Regions from separate parts of the Mus musculus genome. Here region 1 is linked to region 2. Evidence: chromatin contacts called from public promoter capture Hi-C data. All regions are on one chromosome and are shown on one strand. Each heading gives the region's core, a stretch centred on a gene start, on an enhancer-like site or on the middle of the called end of the contact. The rest is flanking DNA. Distances are from core to core; before and after follow the strand shown.

The links. Promoter capture Hi-C pulls out the DNA fragments that hold promoters and counts their contacts.
Region 1: a contact with region 2 is called in a promoter capture Hi-C map of pre-B cells, with 2.2 times the contacts expected there. The contact joins the enhancer-like site here to the promoter of Sesn3 in region 2. A contact is called at or near these places in 5 of 39 promoter capture datasets (the 3T3-L1 cell line, 3T3-L1-derived adipocytes, liver and 2 more), 3 of 484 Hi-C or Micro-C datasets (LSK cells, granulocyte-monocyte progenitors and nephron progenitors) and 2 of 115 datasets of contacts at active chromatin or transcription factors (CD8 T cells and effector CD8 T cells).

What each region holds. Positions count from the first base shown.
Region 1 is chr9:14,363,299-14,368,083 of GRCm38.p6, reverse strand. The region is part of intron 1 of Endod1 (endonuclease domain containing 1); the gene reads left to right. Among named protein-coding and RNA genes, the nearest start is that of Gm34156, 3.8 kb to the left of the region's middle. Within about 2 kb of position 2,408, at least 121 of the 459 cell types and tissues checked have an H3K27ac peak or open chromatin away from gene starts, as enhancers often do. A contact at or near this core is called in CD8 T cells, LSK cells, granulocyte-monocyte progenitors and 2 more, where this site is marked.
Region 2 is chr9:14,274,281-14,279,202 of GRCm38.p6, reverse strand. Sesn3 (sestrin 3) reads right to left here and starts at 2,902. Exons shown (of 10, transcript NM_030261.4): 1 at 2,574-2,902. The coding sequence starts at 2,651.

The sequences.
Region 1 (4,785 bases), core at 1,159-3,658, 89 kb before region 2:
ACAATTTACTACATATCTTAACTTAGACATAGAAGAGCTAAGGGCTTCAAATGCAGTCTACTCTAACCTGCCTTGCTTTCAGAAAAATAAATGACTCACAGATGACTAGAAACAGCCCCGCCCTCCTTCCCTTTCCTATGTCTCTGCAGCAAAGAGAACTATTGTCTTTTCATTGTCTAGAACAGGAGATAGGATCAGGAGTCACCATTGCTCAAAGCCCTGCAGTCTGTAAGGTAGATGTCCACATTTTCCCTATTTCTTCCTCATTCCATTTCCATCCCATCTCCTTTTCCTTTATCTCAGTGTTAGCATGGAAGCCAGTGCTTCATATGTGTACTGGCTAGTTTTGTGTCAACTTGACACAGCTGGAGTTATCACAGAGAAAGGAGCTTCAGTTGGGGAAGTGCCTCCATGAGATCCAACTGTAAGGCATTTTCTCAATTAGTCATCAAGGGGAAAGGCCCCTTGTGGGTGGGACCATCTCTGGGCTGGCAGTCTTGGTTCTATAAGAAAGCAGGCTGAGCAAGCCAGGGGAAGCAAGCCAGTAAAGAACATTCCTCCATGGCCTCTGCATCAGCTCCTGCTTCCTGACCTGCTTGAGTTCCAGTCCTGACGTCCTTGGTGATGAACAGCAGTATGGAAGTGTAAGACAAATAAACCCTTTCCTCCCCAACTTGCTTCTTGTTCATGATGTTTGTGCAGGAATAGAAACCCTGACTAAGACAATATGTGTCAGGCAAGGTCTCGTTGGCTTTGGCGCTCCATTATAGTGATAATCTGATATGGAGATGCTGTCCATAAACATGTTCTGAGTTTTCAGATGGCGCTGACATTGGTCCCTCAGGTGGAGTCCTGTGCCTATGCACCTTGTTGGCCAGGCCCTTTGCTGCTCTCTTCTGAAGTGCTCTTCTCATCTCCCAGCTGCAAGGACCAAGACAAGCTGCCGCTGCGCTTGCTTTCCCAGTTTTATCCTGGCATCTGCAAGTTTGCATTGTCTACAAGGCCCCTGCCCTTTATCCATTCCAGGCTTACTGGATTTTCTAATAACAGGGTCCCTGATATTTAGCCTCACTGATGCAAGAACTGTGGACTCAACTACTTTTAATCACATGCACAGGGACATGGGGTTGGGTGGGTCTGACATGAGAATACACTAGGAGATTCTCAGACACAGGAAACACAGGGACATGGGGTTGGGTGGGTCTGACATGAGAATACACTAGAAGATTCTCAGACACAGGAAACACAGGGACATGGGGTTGGGTGGGTCTGACATGAGAATACACTAGGAGATTCTCAGACACAGGAAACACAGGGACATGGGGTTGGGTGGGTCTGACATGAGAATACACTAGGAGATTCTCAGACACAGGAAACACAGGGACATGGGGTTGGGTGGGTCTGACATGAGAATACACTAGGAGATTCTCAGACACAGGAAACACAGGGACATGGGGTTGGGTGGGTCTGACATGAGAATACACTCGAAGATTCTCAGACACAGGAAACACAGGGACATGGGGTTGGGTGGGTCTGACATGAGAATACACTAGAAGATTCTCAGACACAGGAAAGGAGGCAAATTACTCAGGTCTCAAAGGAACCAGGCTGGGAAATTTCAGGAAACAAGATGACTGTGATCCTTAAAGTTTTGTTTTCTCTCCCAAATTAAATAATATATATGTGTTTGTGTTTCTACCTGGTGGGGGTAGGTGCAGGTGCACGTGCCACGGTCCGCAGGACACAGCATGCCTGTGGCACTCAGAGGAGCTTTGGGGGCAACAGTTCTCTTCTTCATGGGTTCCATGAATTGAACACAGAAATCTGCATTCTAACAGGGAATGATATGTTTGCAGATGAACTGAATTCGGAGACTTAGCGATTTAAGATGTTAGGAATGGGGACTCCTAATTTTACCTGACAACTCTGAATTCAGTACCACATGTGACTGTCAAAAGAGTTGCTCTGGAAAGGCAAACAATGTCCAGTGCAAAAGAGACTGTGCCATAGGGAAGGAACCCAAGGCAACTGGGCTTGTAACCTGAGAGAATTCTGCAAGCTGGAAAGGCCTGAGAGGAACCAGTCTCTTTCTTACGCTCCCAGGAGATTGAATGGGGACCTCAGCAAGAGCAGGGGCAGCCAGAGCAGTCCCCAGAGAGCTGGCTTGCCCTGGTGCAGCCCTCCCCTTGGGGCTTCCTTTCCAGCACTGACTGCCAGTTTGGAATTGGTGTGTTCTATTTTAATTTCTTTTCAAGAAAAAGTCTGAAGTGGAAAGGGTTTCTTTTTCCCCAGCGATTCTGAGTCAGTTGATGAGAAGGTGGTCTGAGTATCCTTGCAGGTCATACAGCACTTAACTCATGGGTGTGCCCAGCCAGGCTGGCTGCTGGAAGCCAAAGCAGGAAGGTGTGTGTGGTCAGGGAGCCCAGAGGAAGGTGATTCACCAGGAAGAAGGCCAGTAGGCCCGTTATGGTACCAGACACTCAGCACAGGAAATGGAAACCTCTTGATTTCTGGGTCTAAAAAAAGCAGAAGAAAGAACATTAGCATCCATCTAAATCCTCTGCAGCTGCCTCTCTTCTCAGGGGATTCGGAATTACAGATGCCTCCTAGTAGGGAGTTAGGCAGGCTCATTTCTTTATGGGTGGGTCAGTACTTCCTTTGTTCTGGGAGCTGGAAGGCTTCCTCTCTGTCCCTCCTCCATCCATTGCAGCAAGGCTGCTGTTTGAGGCTCCCTGGATCTTTGTTGTTGTTGTTGTTGTTGAAAGGCAGTTCCTTATTATCCATAGTGAGATGTTTGGGTGGAAGCCTTCTGGCCCCAAAGACAGTTAACTCCCGTGTTGGATCACAGGGAGCCTTTCTGCTCTAGACAGTTCTGGTAAGATCATCTATCCTATTGATTGATGATTCTAGCTCAAGGTTCTTGCCCTTCCTGGTAAGGAGGGACTTCTTCTACCCAGTGGTGACGGACAGGGCGTGTGTGCGCATGCGCATGCGCGTACTTGCTCATCATCTTCATTCAGCAGAACACACACCATTCAGCCTGCTCTATTATTCAAGACTTATTAAAAAATAAAAATAAAACAAGGCTGTAGGAAGACTCTGTCCCCAGTTAAACTGGTGTTCACTGGGTCGGCTCCCCTATGAGTGCTTATCTGGTTGTGGCTTAAAATTCTCCAAGGGGAAGGAAACGCCACCCTTGCCAAGGCAGCCCACCCAAGCTTAAAGTCCGCTTTGATGACTCTTCTTCAGCATACCTTTTCCTAGTGGAAGTTTGTGAGGCAGCAACAGAGAAAGGACAATCTGCTCTCTTCCCAGTCTCTTGTAAACTGTGATGAATCCTGCGTGCATCCTGTGGGTAGGCTGTCGTGCCAGGTGTGTAGCAGAGACCGTTGGACACTAGCCTTGACCCATCAGTTCAGCCGCTCAGACAGATGGGTGAATGCACTTGGCAGGGACTGACTGGAAATGTAAGATCCATGGCTCTCATCCTTTCTTTTTCATTTTTTTTTCTTTTTTTCTTTTCTTTTCTTTCTTTTTTTGTTTCTGTTTTTGTTTTTTTTGTTTGTTTGTTTTTGTCTTTTCAGGGCAAGGTGTTTCTGTGTAGCTCTGGTTGTCCTTGAACCTTCTCTGTAGAGCATGCTGGCTTTGAACTCAGAGCTCTATCTGCCTCTGCTTCCCTAGTGCTGGAAATAAAAGTCATGTGCCACTGTGCCTTAAACAGAGTAAGAGATAGCTTATTCTGGTGCCATTTTGAGTGACTGTGGCCCTGAAAGACACATTTAGGTTACTCAAAAGTTCATGTTCCAATATGGAAGTAGTCTCACAAGGTTTTTATAGTTTTACAGAACAAAAAGAGTCATGCATCAAGGCAAGTTTAAAATACATTGCTGGGTGTGGCAGAGAGGCAGGTTCATGGAAGTGAAGGGAACTTTTGTACAGATGTAAGATGCTGTCTGATAACACAGTTAGCTCTTTGACTGGTGGAATTAAGTTAGTAGCTTCTAAGAGGTTTTTGTTTAGATACAAAGTTGGGAAGGAATGTCTGTTTCAGAAGGCTGAAGTTAACCCAAGATGAAGCCTCTGAACCTGCAAAATTTCAGTTTTTCCACAGTACTGAAATTCCAGTTTGTCCATCAATCTCTGCAAACACAGAAACCTTCCAGGAGGTTTTGTTTGTAGCTGGACACAGCTTCTCTTCATTCATAGTAGTCATCTTGCTAAATCTCCTCAGCCTCCCCAGGCTCCGCCTCCATGTCTACCCGAGGCCCAGGCTCCGCCTCCATGTCTGCCCATGGCCCAGGCTCCGCCTCCATGTCTGCCCATGGCCCAGGCTCCGCCTCTATGTTGTTCAGCTGCTCATCAGCATGCTTAGCTTGACCCTTACACCTTTCTTTCCCCTTTGTTGGTTCTTCAGTGCATTGACCTTCTGAGTTCTCCCTGTGCTCTGTCCTGGATGTTGTGATGTCAGTGCTAACTGCGACATCCCCCAGGAACCATCCACATCAGCCCTCCTCCTCCCTCCTCTCAGGAGAGCCTTCCCACAGGAGCTGACACTTCCCATGTGCTCCCTCAGTCCCATATGACCTCCTGCTACCTTGAGCCTGCTATACGGGCTGACTCTTCATTATGATGCAGGCAGACAAAGGTTAAGAGAGTAGACTAAACCTTCAGTCTGTTGAACTGACTTTCTTCTGGCTTTCAAATTTACTGGTGTACACGTATGTTCATGACCCTGGTGTATGTGGCATAGGAATGAGCATATAGTATGTGTGCATGTGTGTGCAC
Region 2 (4,922 bases), core at 1,653-4,152:
ACAACACAAAATTGACTGTTCAGACTCAGAGTTAAAACAAATTATTTCCTTTGAAGGTTAACTGAGTTCCTTTTAAGGTTTCTCCAGAAGCCATCATCTAGTGCATATACTGCTCACAGCCAGGAAAAGGCCTTCTGCCTTATATAAAGGTAAAGGCATTTGCTCCTTATTGATGACAGTTCTGATAGCCAAGGGTCATTGATGTGGATGCAGGAGACACTCATCATGCTTCCCAGCGATCCTCACCCCACTAAAACCAATGTGCTTGCTTACTGCTGCACACTAGTATACGGAAGCAAGAAAACAAAGAATTGAGCCGTGATGGCTGTAGACTTAACTTTCTATCAAAAAATAAAAACGTTAGAGTTACAAGTAAATTTTTGTGTGGCATTTTTAGGATGATGAAGCCTTTAATGCTAGATACTGATTTCTTACTAGAGTGTTTAAGAATGGCAATCTCATAAAGCTTCAAATGTTGCCAGATCATGTCTAAACTGGCATAAACAATTCTTTTCTCATCTAAACTCATTTCATGCCACTACATGAGTCAAAATTAAACATCTTGTAGTTACTGAAAACTGGATACTGGCAGAGGTGTGCACAATTATAGAATAGAAAACTGTGAATGCCCACTTTGCACATACTTCTTATAGTTATGGTTGGAAGTAAGATGGTCTACCTAGGTAAACAGAGATATTAGTTTCTTAAAAAACTGGAAGAAAAACATAAATATGTCAGTAGTGCTAGTGATTCATGACACTAATCAAAGCTCTTTCAAAAGAAAAATAAAAAGGTGCAAAGCTGAGTCTCTATCTCAAGCCAAACAAATGCCATTCATTTTAAATTTTTTATTAAAAATTTTAATGTGGCCGGTCGGTGGTGGTGCACGCCTTTAATCCCAGCACTTGGGAGGCAGAGGCAGGCGGGTTTCTGAGTTTGAGGCCATCCTGGTCTACAAAGTGAGTTCCAGGACAGCCAGGGCTATTCAGAGAAACCCTGTCTCAAAAAAACAAACAAACAAACAAACAAACAAAATCAATGTGCTTCCATTGAAATAGAATCATATCACTTAAATAAATTAGTTATAGCACTGTTCTCCACATTAGGATAAAAACTTCCTTTCATTTTAGCAGGGAGAAAGTTGAATTAAATAGGTTTCACTGGCCCTGTTTCTTCTGACAAAGACAGTTTCAGCTTAAAAATTAAGAAACAATAAGTTTTAAAGCCTCTATTCAGATGCCATGTGGTCCAGCAGTGAAAGAGTTAACATTCAACGTCGCTGAACCAAGCAAGCTTCTGATCCATTCCATTTCTCACAAGCTGCCCTACAATGAGCTGAGCAAGTATCAACTGTAATTTGATCCAGGAGTTTATGGGGAAAAAAATAACTGCACATACTCAACATGCACATTTAATAAAAATCTTTTTTAAGAGAAACATATCCAATAAACACAATTTAAGGCGTATTTAATTGTTTGATTAACTTCAAACCTGCAATTCCTTTGCTTTCCTGACGCTCTCAAATAAAATAGGAGAAAGGAGGGGGAAGAACCAGCTCCACGGCAGGGAAAAGAGGCTTGAAAAACAACTTTGATTGGCACTTGGCCTGACCCACAGAGGAAGAAAAACAGTTTTTGGACAAAGAGCGCAAATATTTGAGCTTGCTTATTTATGTGCTTGCTTGTTTTTCCTAGGACATAAAGAGCAATCCTAAATTGACTGTAGATAGGAAAATTGACAAAAACGGCACCATATTCATCTTAGCTCTCAAATATGCACAGCTCAGCAATTTTAATTCATTGGTGCTGGACAAACAGAAACACCTCACCTAATGATTTCATTTCATGCAATGTAAAAATAAGAGTGTAAAAAAGAAACAGATTATATTAGTCAAGGAGGCTATTCAGATCTTATTAAAACCTCTTCTGCGTCTACAGGGACATTTTGTCATCCTTTCTCTCCCTGCATCCCCATCCCCCACGGGGCGATTAAGCCAAGTAAGCTAAACAATACTGGAGTAAACTTTCTATCAGTCACTCTGGAAAGCAATAAGCCAATCCTGGGTCGGATTTTCTCGATCGACATCGCGGTGGGGGATGATAAGGAGGGCGAACCCAAGTCGTCTTCAGCCTCCACCTCCACCAACCCAAGCTGAAAGCGCTGGAAGATCGAACAGCATTTCCTATGGGTATAAAGTTCAAGATGCCTTCATGGTGCCTTTCGGGACCCACCAAGAGAATGTCAAGAGGCGGTGCCAAGGCACCGTAGGCCTGGCAGAAGCGACCCAGTCGAAGAAAACACCCCCCCAGAGTCAGCCACCGGGGAGAGGCAGCCAGTCTCCTGCAGACCAAACTGGTTGCTGTGATTTCAGGCCAGCCTCCATCCCCAGCCGAGCCGGTTCCTCCCAGCATCCCAGCATCCCTTCAGCCTCGGGGCAGACCCGGCGGCAGCCCAGGGGCCGGGCGCAGGGACCCGCGGGGGGACACTTTGCCTCTCGTCCCCCCTCCCCCGCAAGCGCCGCCCGGACCCGGACCGTGGGGAGCGCCTCGCCGCCGGACGCGGCCGCGCCGTACCTTCCGCAGCACTTTCCGGCAGTTGGTGCAGAGCAGGTAGTTGGCCGAGGCCGACGCGCTGCTGCCACCGCGGTTCATCGCGCCGGAGCCGGGCTGTCACCGCGGCCGCTAGCGAAGGGCTGCTTCAACGTTCTCTTCTCAGGGGGTCGGGCGGCAGCGACGGCGCAGCGGCTGCCCGCGCGAGCTCGGCGGGGACGGCAGCCGCGGCACTCAGCGACCCGTTGTTCCTCCCGCCCCCATCGCCAGACCCCCGCCCCGCCAGCCAGGACGAGCAGCCGCGGCCGTCTCAGCTTCTCAGTGCGGCCCCGCCCCCGAGGCCCGCCGCCTTCAGGGCAGCCGCGCTGGGCACCGCCCCCTCCCGCCAACCAGACGGCACCGGCAACGCCCCCTTCTGCACCCGCATCCAATGAGTGGCTCCGGCCAATCGCGGGAGGCGAGAGCAACACGAATCTCCGGGCAAGTTAAGTTTATCTCCGAGGCTCGATGCTGAAGAGTGACCCTGGGTTAGTTAGGTAGTGGGGTGGGAGGGACTCCAATCTACCAATGAGAAATGGAGGTGTGGTGTATGCAAATTATCAGGAACTCTAGCGCCACCCTCAGGACAAGCCACGCCTCTCTGCAAAAACCGTGCAGAATGGAGAGTGAGATTAAATAGCTGGAAGCTAGAGCTCGCTAGAGGATCTGAGACCTAGCTAAACATTTCCTGATCTCTCGGGAGTGGGCCGGGTGGACGCTAGAACGTTCCTTCCTCCGGGGCAGAGATTCAGCTTTCTCTCCATGGATCTAAATCTAATAGCTGTGAGGAAGACTGCGGTCTTGCAGCACTTTGCTCCCACAGATCTCAAAGAACTTTATGTTCTTTATGCACTCTGTAAATCTGGTACGAAAGACCAACTACCTACGGCTGTAGAGTTAGAAGTCTACACAGCTATTGGAGTTGGAGACCCGGAGACACATCTTTGGTTTAGGGGTTTTTCCCTCTCTCCGACGATCGTTCTCACAGCAAAGAAAGTTCGTTTATCATGAACAAGTCAGAGATTGATACACACACACACACACACACACACACACACACACACACACACACACAAATCCTGTGGGAGGCCTCTGGTTAGAAACTTGCAGAGCACAATCCCTGCCTGTGATGGAAGGTTTTGAGTACGAATTGCCATTTAAAACGATTGGACTGGACCTTCCTCTCTCAAAACTGACAACGGTGAGTCAGGGTTTAGCTTCTATGTTCTGGAGACAGAAGGCATAAGTCACTGAGGAAAGCTCCGGCTGGCCAGATGCCCAACCCAGGCGAGTGAGAGAGCCAGGTACTCCGAGGGGCCAAACACCAACCCCGGACTGCAGACCAGACTCTGGCTGCCTGCTCCCCAGTGAGAACAAAGGCGGTGCAAAGCGAGCACCTGATTGGCTCAGGGTGCTCACCGGTGTCGTGGAGCCCATGATAGGGTGCTTCTGCTACTGGCGCAGAGCACCAAGCTCCCAAGAACTGCAGTTCCCCAGCCGGCCTTGGCGGTGACCACACCGCACTGCGTGCTATGACATCACCTGTTTTCGCTCTTGAGAACCTAATCTGTATTCTCGGCTTCTCGTTTTCTAAAGGTCTCGAGTGTGTCAGGAATTGTGAAGGCCTGCAATTTGTAGAATGTATCTGTGGAGATGGTTTTAAAGAACCGACCCACTGGTTTACTTGTATTGTTTTTCTTGTATTGTTTTTAATTTAACATACTACCCTGTGTTAGGAATTTTGTGTACTATGATGTAAAATCGGGAAGGCGCTGTTGGAGAAGCCTGCACGGTTAGCATAACAAAGCCATTAGACCAAACTGTTGTTCAAACTACCAATCTCTTCCATACTCAACATCTGTCTCCACTCCATCTCTTTAGAGACCTACACCTTAAACAAGCCTACACAAAGAACAAAGGAGATGAAAATCTGCCCGCACAGGTTTAAACAGACTGAACAACCTCAAGGGTCTATCTAGGTGATATGGTTAGGTGAAGGTCCATTTAGCTAGTGATAGCAAAGTGTGGTCTGATGCTGGGTAGACCTCCATAGTCTAGAACAGCAGTGATTTGGGTAGGTTGCTAAAAATTCAGTTAAAAGAAATGGTAAAAGTTGCTTGGCATGGTGGCGCACGCCTTTAATCCCAGCACTCGGGAGGCAGAGGCAGGCGGATTTGTGAGTTCAAGGCCAGCCTGGTCTACAAAGTGAGTTCCAGGACAGACAGGGCTATACAGAGAAACCCTGTCCAAAAAAAAAAAAAAAAAAAAAAAAGAAAAAGAAAAGAAAAGAAAAGAAACGGTAAAACTAAGAAAACTCAATGAAGGAAGAAAATA